Regions from separate parts of the Siniperca chuatsi genome. Here region 2 is linked to region 1. A link is a contact called in public Hi-C data. All regions are on one chromosome and are shown on one strand. The core of a region is the stretch at or near the end of the contact, and the rest is flanking DNA. Distances in the headings are between cores, read along the strand shown.

The links. A called contact is a pair of places that touch in the nucleus more often than the background predicts.
Region 2: a Hi-C map of liver shows a contact between it and region 1, with 2.3 times the contacts expected there. The contact joins the promoter of LOC122884883 here to the enhancer-like site in region 1. A contact is called at or near these places in 3 of 3 Hi-C or Micro-C datasets (liver, skeletal muscle and an unstated tissue).

The regions. Positions count from the first base shown.
Region 1 is chrLG11:28,438,166-28,443,454 of ASM2008510v1, forward strand. rtn4a (reticulon-4a) reads right to left here. Exons shown (of 9, transcript XM_044213640.1): 3 at 3,675-5,289. Among protein-coding and RNA genes, the nearest start is that of rtn4a, 16 kb to the right of the region's middle. Within about 2 kb of position 1,981, the one cell type or tissue checked has an H3K27ac peak away from gene starts, as active enhancers do. A contact at or near this core is called in liver, where this site is marked.
Region 2 is chrLG11:28,478,119-28,483,407 of ASM2008510v1, forward strand. LOC122884883 (clathrin heavy chain linker domain-containing protein 1-like) reads right to left here and starts at 2,988. Exons shown (of 11, transcript XM_044215350.1): 1 at 2,691-2,988; 2 at 1,601-1,788; 3 at 853-941. The coding sequence starts at 2,894. It overlaps rps27a (ubiquitin-40S ribosomal protein S27a), which reads left to right and starts at 3,220. Exons shown (of 6, transcript XM_044215358.1): 1 at 3,220-3,282; 2 at 3,394-3,458; 3 at 3,871-3,925; 4 at 4,837-4,922; 5 at 5,169-5,289. The coding sequence starts at 3,411.

The sequences.
Region 1 (5,289 bases), core at 731-3,230:
GTATAAAAACAAACAGAAACATAACTGAATATTGCCTGTGGTATCTGACTAACTGGTCAGAAACAGGAAGTTAGACTTGGATGATCTGAGCTGTAATTACTGACTTTATCCACTAGAGGGCACCGGTCTCATTTTATAAACCCCTCTTCTTCTCTTCAAGCCAAATTCAAAAAAGGACCCTACTCAGAAAGACTCATTTAATTATGGCAGAAAAACAGCCCTACAAAATATGCAAAGTTCATTTAAACGCCGCCAGTGAGGCCTCAATCCGAACAGAAAATGTTATAGAAAAAGTTATTTGATCCCCTTATCGAAAGCTGTACGGGTTGATTACCAGCATGTACTGGTTTCACGGCCTTATATATATATATATATCATGTAATTTCCTACAGGTAGAAGACATGTCTGCATACAAGAAGGAGAATAAATCAGAGGTCAGCACAATTCACGTCACTAGTTGATGAATTTGTGCACTGTTAAAAAGGGTTTTTCATGTTGGGGACAGGGTCTGTCTCTCTCTCAACGAGTTGTTTCCAATGATGGAAACAAACCTGCGACCTGCAGTTCGTGAAGCGGTGAACTGTGGTGATTTCAGTGGTGAAAGAGACAGTTACATAAAAGTACAAAGCGGCGGCACAAAGTGACCCTTCGCCTTGATCCGAATCCTCTGAATAACTTTGCTCTCCGCTGCTTTCCTGCGGGGGTGATGACACCCACCGGAGTCATTGTTCAGATCACTCAAAAGTCAGATATTAATGAATTTCATTATGTTTTCCCTTCCAAAATAAATGTAAAGCAGTTTGTAAATGAACTTTTGTGTCTTAACAGAGACATTAAAAAGGTAGAAGCTGCGTGTCTAAAAAAAACATCAAAACTGCTAATGAAATCATTTGAAATTGCCAATTTTCTTAAAATCCTGCCGTGTTATATCAGCGCAGCCGCTTCGCCTCAAATGGCTGATTTACTAACAAATGAGAGACTGAATGAAAATGAGTTGGCAACGTCTCGTCCTATTTCCACTGGATGTAAAACAGTGTCAGATGTTACCTCGGGCGTGTTTTTATAACCCAGGAAAATCACATTTACATGGCTGCAGGTTGAACCCACTGAGTCACCGCAGAGAGAGCAACATGCTTTGAATTAAAATTAATCATTTATCACGTAGAAATGTTGGTGAGGTTAAGTTTTTAATACATCTCTTTGGGTAGACTTTTTGATATATTTTTAAGCTTATACAGACTTAATCTACTACTTGAAACATTAATGATTACGTTAATAATATAATAATGAAGCTAATTATTGGTCGAGTTAATTTTGGCTTATTTTCACCTACTGCAACGTAATCTGCACTTGCCATGTTAACTCATTAAAACCACATTAATAACAGTGTAAATAATAAGGCCACTTCATAGATGCAACCGAAGCACCTTTCATTCCCAACAATTAATTAAGTCAAATTAATCAATTAGTTGGTCAACAGAACTAACTATTTTGATTTATCGTTTCATTTTGAAGCAACAAAAATGTCAACCCTTTCTGTTTTAACTCCTTGTGAACTGAATCCCTTTTAGTTTTGGACTGCTGGTCAGACAAAACACGAAGACGTTTTATAGAAACAAAATGGGCAGAATAATAAATAAAAACAAGCGTTAGCTTCAGCCATGACAGCGACTTTTTGTCGCTGCAGACAAGGCATCGGCAGTGCGCCTCGGATATTCTGTTCAGGTCGATCCGTTCGAGTGAAGCAACAAGCCGAGAGGGAGATTTATGTTCAGATCGCAGCTCTGCGCCTCAAGCTGCATAATGAAGAACATTTGCTGAGTGGTTTCTGGGTCGGAGAACCCTTTTGTGGGCCTGCCAGTGTCGCAATGCAGGAGGAGGAGGAGGAGGCTTTAATTAACAGGAGGTCCCGCCAACACACAGTTAAAGCGTCTGCAGCTCGTCCCAAAGAGCAAAGTCCTACTGCTCTAGTTACACAGTGGCTGTCGGCTCTGAGCGTATGCAACACTGTGGATGTTAGTGTGTGTGTGTGCGTATTAACTGATCAATATCAGTTTAAATAAAACCGAGTCATCCGTTAAAATGAAGACTAAGCGTTGTCGTCTTCAGAGAGACAGCGGCACCTCGGGGGGGGGGGGCGATTCATCACTTTCTAAAAGCCCCGAAGGAGGCAGCTCTGCGTCGGTCTGATAAACCATCTCCGAAACATCATTACATCAGAGTTTTATTCTCAAAACTCTGGGTTTTACAGATCAGAAGCTTTTATTTATTTATTTATTTATTAACTTGCCCTGGATATTAGAGTAGCATCATTAAGGTCAGCGTCATTAAGATCAAGTTGGCTAATCAATTATATTTCATGTCCACAATAGAGCTTTAAATGACATCAACTGCACACTAAAAGGAAAAATGGCCATTAAAAGTTGAGAGCCCAGTATGGCGTCTTCAAATGTCTTGTTTTGTCTGACCAACCTCCCAAAAAAATCCAGTTTTTTTTTTATATAAAAGCAGCAAATCCTCACATTGGAAATGCTGGAAACACTTTTGCTCGATCAAACAGCTGAAACGATTAATCTTTATCAAAATTGTTGTGAATTTTCTGTCAAATGTTTTTTTTTTGTACTTCAACAGAGAAGCGTGACTTTTCTGGGAAACTCATTTCCTCTCCTGCGGGCAGAATTCAGAAAGAGCATCAGTAGTGCTTTCTGCATTGTTTTTAATTAACTTTTGGCAAAAATAACCCGCCTCAGCAAACATTTAGAGCGGTTGGCGGATATCAAGTTCAACGCCCTCTAAAGTCTAAAGTTTATCACCAGATGATATTCAGTATTTAGCCTCAGGTGCGTAAAATCTGATGTAATCGTGTATTACAGGGTGCGGGAGAGACTGTAAAGCAGATAATAAAATCAGAGTGGCAGCTTATTCAGTCAGTAACAGGGTGTGGTTGGTAGCTCTGTGTGCATGTAGCTGTGGGTGGGTGTTGGGGTCTAGAAAGGTGGTGTTGGGTTTCAGATTGGCGTCTCGAGTTATTTCCAGAGTAGAGAGAAGCTGAAGCCAAACGGAAAGGTAATTCAATTCGACAGCAAAAATGCTCAGAGGGCAAATAGAAACGGCTGTATGAGTGTTTGTAGGTGGTTAACGGTGAAAGACCTCTGTCTGTATCCCCAATTTCGCGTTTCTGCTCATCATGCATAAAGTGTTTTGTTTATTTAGTGGATTTTAAAAAAAGACAAAGGGGCTCATGTTTCCAACATAAGAGATAAAAATGAGAGTTATCACATTTTACTTACCACATCTTAAAATGAAAAATGATTCACACAGAAATTATGTTATTCTGATGAGAGACAAATGCACAAAATGCGGCAAAAAGCAAAAAAAAAAAAGTCGAACCACAACCACACAAATTAAAACCAGACTTTACAAAATGCAAGGGTTAATTTTCAAAGAAAATGGCAAAAAGAGACGATGCGAGAAAGGAAAGGTGACACTAAGGAGAGAGCGATGGGATCTAAAGTAAATACTGGCTGCTGGTTGGTTGGTTGGGAGAAAATAACTGAAGAGAACAAAAGAGTGAAGATGAAAATGATGCCAATGAACATGGAAGTGCCAGTGAAAACTGAGGAGGATGTGGGGGGGGAGGAGATGGTTTCCATGCTGGAACTGGTTTATTTTACCTGCTCTTATGTTCACGTTTGGCATCTTAAACAGTTTGCCGCCCTCCGCGCTCTTCTTAGCGACCGCCTCCTCTGGTTTGGGGACAGGGGAATGGGTGAGCGGAGCTTGGGGTGGGGGCTGCTGAATGTCGAGCTTCTCCAGCTCGGCCTTGCTCTTCTGGGGTGAGGCCTGGGTGAGGAGGAGGTAGGAGCTCTGACTTGGAGCCTCTTCTTCAACCTCGGGGGGCGGGGCTACTTTTGTCGGCGGCTGAGCAAAAACTGGAGCCATATCTTTCTGCCCAAAGCTCAGATCATCATCCATGGGGATCTCTGGGGGCTTGGAGGAGGCAAACTTGGATGTATCCAGAGCCTCAAGAAACTCATCGATCACGCCCCTGGGTGGTCGCTCAATGAACTCAAACTCCTCAGAGGAGACTTCATGCTCAGAGACCTCCTCAGCCACCTCTGGCTCCTCCACTTCCATCATCGGGTCCTTCTTCTCCGTTTCCACCTGGAAGCTGGCGGGGTTCTTGGCCATGGCTTCCAGGACTGGAGACAGGGAGTCTGCTGTTGGCGACTCTGAATCTGAATCCTCAGCGGGGGTCTTTTTGCTCTGGAAGTCAAGCGGCTCAAACTTTTCCGTCATTTTGGGCGAATCCTGGCTTGAAAACCAATCTTTCTGCTCGATCTTGACAGGCTCTTCTTCTTTGACTTTAGTGGGGGTGGTTTCCTCGGCCTCTTTGACAAGGTCGAATGCGCCCAAGCTTTTTTCGTCTTCAAAATTTCCTTTGTCGGTCACTTTCACTTCCAACTCCTCAGTCATCTCCTTTAGCAGGGATACTTTAGCATCAAAGGCAAACGGGTTGTTAGCCGACAGATTGATCGGAGGGTTGGGCGACTCCATCATCCTCCGTTCAAGGATAGGACTCTGCTCCTCCGGGCTTCCCTCTGAGGAGCCCGAGTCGATTTTGTCAGGGTTGAGCGGAGAAGATTTCAGGATGTCTGGAAGTGACGCCGGCAGTGCAGAGTCCTCCTCTTCCTCTTCATCATCGTCTTTCAGATCAGATGAGAACTGACTCACTGATTGCATGAGCGAGTCTGCAGCCATCTTGCTCGTCTCAAATGTTTTCCCCTCGTCTAAGAAAGATGGTGGGGTATCCTGGGATTCTCCAGTCTGGCCATACTGGACCAGATCCGGAGTGGGACTCTCTGACATTTTTGAGGCCCTGCTGTCGGACTTGGAGTCTCCGAAATGGGAGTAGCCACTGTCCGCCAGTGGGGAATAGCCCTCAAATGGGTTATTATTCTTCTTCACCTCATACATCAAGTCATCATCTTCATCAGACTGGTTGCCGTGCCGGTCTGGCTCATACCTAGTAGAGCTAATGGGAGCTGTGTCCTTGGAGAAGGTATCCATGGAGACCTTGGAGTTGTCTTGAGATGCTAGGAATGGTGAATCCCAGTGCTCTGTTGGGTTAGAGGAGGCAGCGTGAGACTCAGGGACCATCATCTGGGGGTTCATGGGGGAAGGGCCAGTGGAGGACCTGTCTGAGCTAATCAGCTTCTCCTCAGGTGAAAAGGAAACTCCGCTGTCTTCACACGGATTATGAGGCCCTGGGGTTTCCCCTAAACTCAG
Region 2 (5,289 bases), core at 1,738-4,237, 41 kb after region 1:
CAATGCTTTGTTTTCGTGTGGAAACGATTTGCGTCCGCATTAGTGTTTCCAGGTTGTTTCAGTAGAGACGCTGAATCTCTTCTCCTTCACCCTCTTTTCAGCTGGCAAACAACAAAACTGCATCACGGCCAACATCACGGTGACGATGTTGTTTTGTTATTGTTTTCTGGCTGCACCTCCCTCATCACTGTTCAGTACCTGATTAGCATGTGATTGGCTTGACCACGGTGTTAATACACTGTGGTAAACGGTTGCTAAGCTGAATCTCAGACCACCATTTCTGTTCAAAGAGGGGTTTTCTTTTTTAACAAAAATGGCTTCTTTGACTCCTCTTTCAAACCAACTCTTGTTGCAGGTGCAGGGAGATGCAGCCAGAAAACAATAGGTCTGATTACTGATTACTGGGCCATCATGGAAACAAAAGAAGGTCAGTTTCAGGTGAAACTAGGCAGGTAAACAGCAGACACTCAGGTAGACTCCTCCCCGAGGGCGGGGCTTAAGCAACACAGAGTAGCTGAAATTTCTGAGTTCTCAGACCATTTTCACAATTGAGAATGACTTCCGGATGGGAGTTGAAACGTCTTGATTCTGAAAACAGCGTCCAGACGACTACGACTGAAACCTTTTCTACGATGTCGGGTTTTGTTTTCATGCAGGGACCATGGGACCCGACCGCTGAGAGCCACGGTAGGAAAACCACCTCTGCTTTCATTCAAATATACAGAACAAATTATACATAATTTATCTCCGTAGAGACGAAAACACAAACCACAAAGCACAAAAGGTACATTTCCCGTATACAACACATAGTACACTTTATTCTAAGTGATCTGGCCTCAGTATCAGTAGTACCAGGTATCCATGAGCTCTGCTCTTTGGATGATTTCTGCCTCTGGATCTCCTCTTGAAGTTCTGCCGTTTCCCTCTGAAGGACACAGATTCTGGAAAAGAGACAAGGAGATATTTAAACCTTCACTACAATCCCTCAAACTAATTTCAGTTTCAAACTTTGCCATCATATCAGGAATTCACACAAAAGGTTAACGAGAGTTAACGCTTTTTGTTTTAGGTCCTCTTTTAAAGTGCTGTATCTGATTGTGTAACTAGTTTATGCTGCCATTTTATCCAGGTCTCTTTTTGTAAAAAACAAAAAAACATAATGTATCTCAAGAAACTTTCTGCATAACTAACAGCTAAATAAAATAAATTAAAATACATACCTGTCCGCTCTCTCTCTTTCACAAGCACACGCATTAATGCATTCCCTAGCCCCTAACCTTAAAGCCCCTGAAAACTTGGTTTCACATCTTAAAACGTTTATTATTCATGACTAACTAGGTCCTTTTTTCCCGAATTTAACACTCAAAAACTGAGCTAATCTGCTCCGTCAGGAATGTGCCGCCGTGGTTTGATTAGAAATATCTCAATTTAAATGATCAAAACTGTTCAATTGCGTCTTCATGTAGGGCCTTTAACAGAAAACCAAGTTTGACTCCTCAAACAGCCTTTTGAAGAAGTGAGAACTGGACAAAATGTCCTCGCTGTCAACGTCTAAAACTCTTAATAGGTCCTCACAAAGATAGCACAATAACACACACACCTCTCCCTCAGCTGGGCGGCCCGTGTCTGGCAGGTTGTTAGTGATCGTGGGTGTGACGTCGAGGCCGCCAGAGTTCGCTGAGCCGCCCCGGCCTCATCCTCCCTCCTCTGCAGCGCCCTGATGACATCATCATACTCCGCCTTTATGGTCAGCAGAAGTCTCTTATAGGCCGTCGCTCGTGCAATCACCTGTGAGAAACAAGACGGGGGCAGAGACGCAACCTGTTTCGTCATCTAGTTTCTGCTTAACCTGCAAAAATCCACGGTGACACACATTTACACCAGAGGTATACTGGTGTAAATGTGCTTTACTTTCTAAAACCACAACGTTTTTGGAAACAAAAACAGAATTTGCCACCATTGTTTGGTAATTTATTCAGTTTAGTAAAGTCTTCCAAAACCTAACCTAATAAAGTTAAAAACAAAAAAAGTCCCAAGAATCAGACAACAACAAAAAAGTAACTTAAAGTGAATAAAAATGATTTGAAACCAAAAAAAAAGGCAAACTTACAATAAAACTATACAATATTTCCCACTTTTATTTGACTGATTGTAATTATACAGCGACAGGAAGTGGTGCAACTCTATTTATCTTCCCCTCTGTCTGTATCATGGAGTGCAAATACCAGAGGATATCTTTTCCTTACGCTAAAACAATTGTACGTAACTCTATATTGCTTAAGCTTCTGTAATTACAGAGGGGATAAGTCAAACAATGTGATAAGGAAGGTGTTTTGTAGAGCTGCTGTAGAGGTGGGGTTTTTTTTTATTTTGGACAGAACCAGGCTAGCAGTTTCCCCCCGTTTCCAGTCTTTATGCTAAGCTAAGCTAACCGGCTGTAGCTTCATATTTACCTCGCTCACATGAGAGTGGTATCAAACTTTTCATCTAACTCTCAGCAAGTAAAACAAAACAACTGTATTTCCCAAAATGTTGAACTATTCCTTTAATGGAAAGTGGATAATAAAATTTTGTCTCGTCTCTTAATGGCTTGTAACTGATATAAGCTAGCTATTAATAAAGTAATCAGTTTCTACTTATAAATGTGCCTTTATAGAAAGTGACAGTGAAATAACTTCCTCATTATATACCTTATTAAACACAGAGCGGTAGATAATGTACCGGAGCTCGTCCGGACCCTCTTCTGAGCACCGCAGGTACCGTTTTTCATGCTCAATAAACTCACACAAAGACTGGAAAAACCTTTCATCACTCTCAGATATCAAAATGTCGGGTGTTGAATGTCTTTCTTCTTCTCTTGAGGTGGAACTGCTGGAGTTTTGTGGCTCAGACATCGTTATTTACACATATTCTTACGCTAACTTTTTAGCCGTTTTCACACCGAAGCTAGCGGGGTAGCCATTTGCAAATAAAAAACCCGCGTTGCTATGGTTACCGTGAAAGTATACCTGGGAAATGATGTTTTTTTTTTTTTTTTTATAGATAGTGTCGCTTCCTTCTTTAAAATGCAATAAATTATCTGCCATAATATAAATTTTAGAATAACGTTAATACCAATACGGTCGACGAAAAGACGCTAAATGACCACAAAGTGTGATGTTTTGTTTGTTTTTCGATCAGGCGCCGTAACGGTTACCTAACCCGTGCAAACGCGTGAAGAAAACCCCGTCGCTCGCTCCGAAAGCCCTCTTCTCATGATCCGCCATTAGGAGTGAACCTGTGGTAAGATCGCGCTCTGTGCTTTAACCGATTATTCTCAAAAAAATAACGACTTTTAAGAGCACGTTTCAGTTTAAGAAGTTTTAAAAGTCTTGTGTGTATTTTCACGTGTAGGTGGGTTGAACGCCAGGATGCAGATTTTCGTCAAAACCCTCACGGGGAAGACCATAACCCTCGAGGTGGGTGAACCGGACCGCGATGGAGGGATGCGGCGTTCAGTGGCCGCAGTTACCCCGAGTTTTACTTACGTTTACAGTTAAATCAGGCTTGAAATTCTATATTTAATGCCATTACTAGTCATATAAACTTACATTGTGCTTGTATGTGTTTAAACTCTAGACGCCATGTTCTGCCGTACTTTTTTTTTTATAGTTTGAAACTAAGCGGCTAAGCTAGCTGCTAGCAGTCACCCACAGCACCGTAAACACGTGTAACAGACAGCAGCGGTCTTAGCCCTTTATAAAGTGCTTATTAACGTTTATAACAAAATAAAATCGCACGTTAATGTTCCCAGTCTTCGTGCCCAGCATGTGATGGTGGCTTTGACCGGAAGAACGTGTCCTGACTCACCTGTCCTCTCTCCTTTTCCAGGTTGAGCCTTCAGATACTATTGAAAATGTCAAGGCCAAAATCCAGGACAAAGAGGGTGAGTTGATGAAACTGACCTGTGTTTTTTGTTTTGTTCTGTGTCTGGAAGCAGAAGATGAGAAATGTTCCTGCTTTGCTGTAGAGAAAAACTTTATAGGTGATCTGTCAGTTTTCTTAAATGTGAGGAGGTTTATATAATAAACTGAATGACTTTGAGTTTTGGATAAAACCAGACGTTTGAGTACGTCCTTTCAGGCCGTGGAGGAATTAAGACACAGACTAATAATCAGCAGATTAACGATAATAGAGAATGAAATGTTAAGTGCAGCCCTACTCTGCTGAAAGATGTTTAATCTTTCTGTCCGCTCTCCACGCCGAATTCAGCTTCCTCTGTCCCGTCAATTACCCGATCAGCTGTCACGCACAGCTTGATGATCGATCTTTTTATAAAGTGAGCAAGAATCAACTCGAGTCTCTCGTCTTGTTCCAGATGTTCTGCCGCATCGTTAGACACATTTACCCAAATTCAGCCTGACGTTCGGCTTCTTTTGGGAACTTTGAGCTCCACCGGACGTTTTTAAAGTAAATCTGCGTGTTTTAAACAAAGTTTGGCTGCACGGCTGTAGCAACTTTAAAAGGTTAAATTCAGGTTTTATTACATAGTGACAGAGATAACAAAGGACCTTTTTATTTCCTCACAAAGACGAGCTGCGATAAGTTAAAGTAAAGAAACTTGAAATTGAACTCTCACTAATCTTTATATTAAGCAAACTGGAAAACATTTAGGTTGTCATCGAGGTGTACAGCTTTAAAAACAGTCATGCGATAAGTGACGTGTTAAAGCTCAACCAGACTCTTTGAAACGTGGATATGAATATTTTCTGAGCTCATTTTTCCGAAAGCTGCGGTGGTTTTTAAGTTTAAATGAACCCAGGTTCGGGTGTTGACGCGTCGGCCTTCTGTCTGCAGGTATCCCTCCCGATCAGCAGAGGTTGATCTTCGCTGGGAAGCAGCTGGAGGACGGACGCACGCTGTCCGACTACAACATCCAGAAGGTGAGCGGTCCTGGTCTTTAGACTCGAGCTGGATTATATCTCCACAGTTTGAGTTAAAGGTCGTTTTTAAATAATCCGACTGTGAAACTCGGTGTTTAGAAGCTGCTTCTATCAAGTCAGCGAACTTTACAAAGCTTCACTGTCAACTTCTACCACAAGAACTGGATTTTCTGCACCTCAGACACACTGAGGCTCCTCCTGGCTGGCTTCTGTTTATCAAACGTTTCTTCTTCTTCTTGTCCTCAGGAGTCCACTCTGCACTTGGTGCTGAGGCTGCGTGGTGGTGCTAAGAAGAGGAAGAAGAAGTCTTACACCACCCCCAAGAAGAACAAGCACAAGAGGAAGAAGGTCAAGCTCGCTGTGCTCA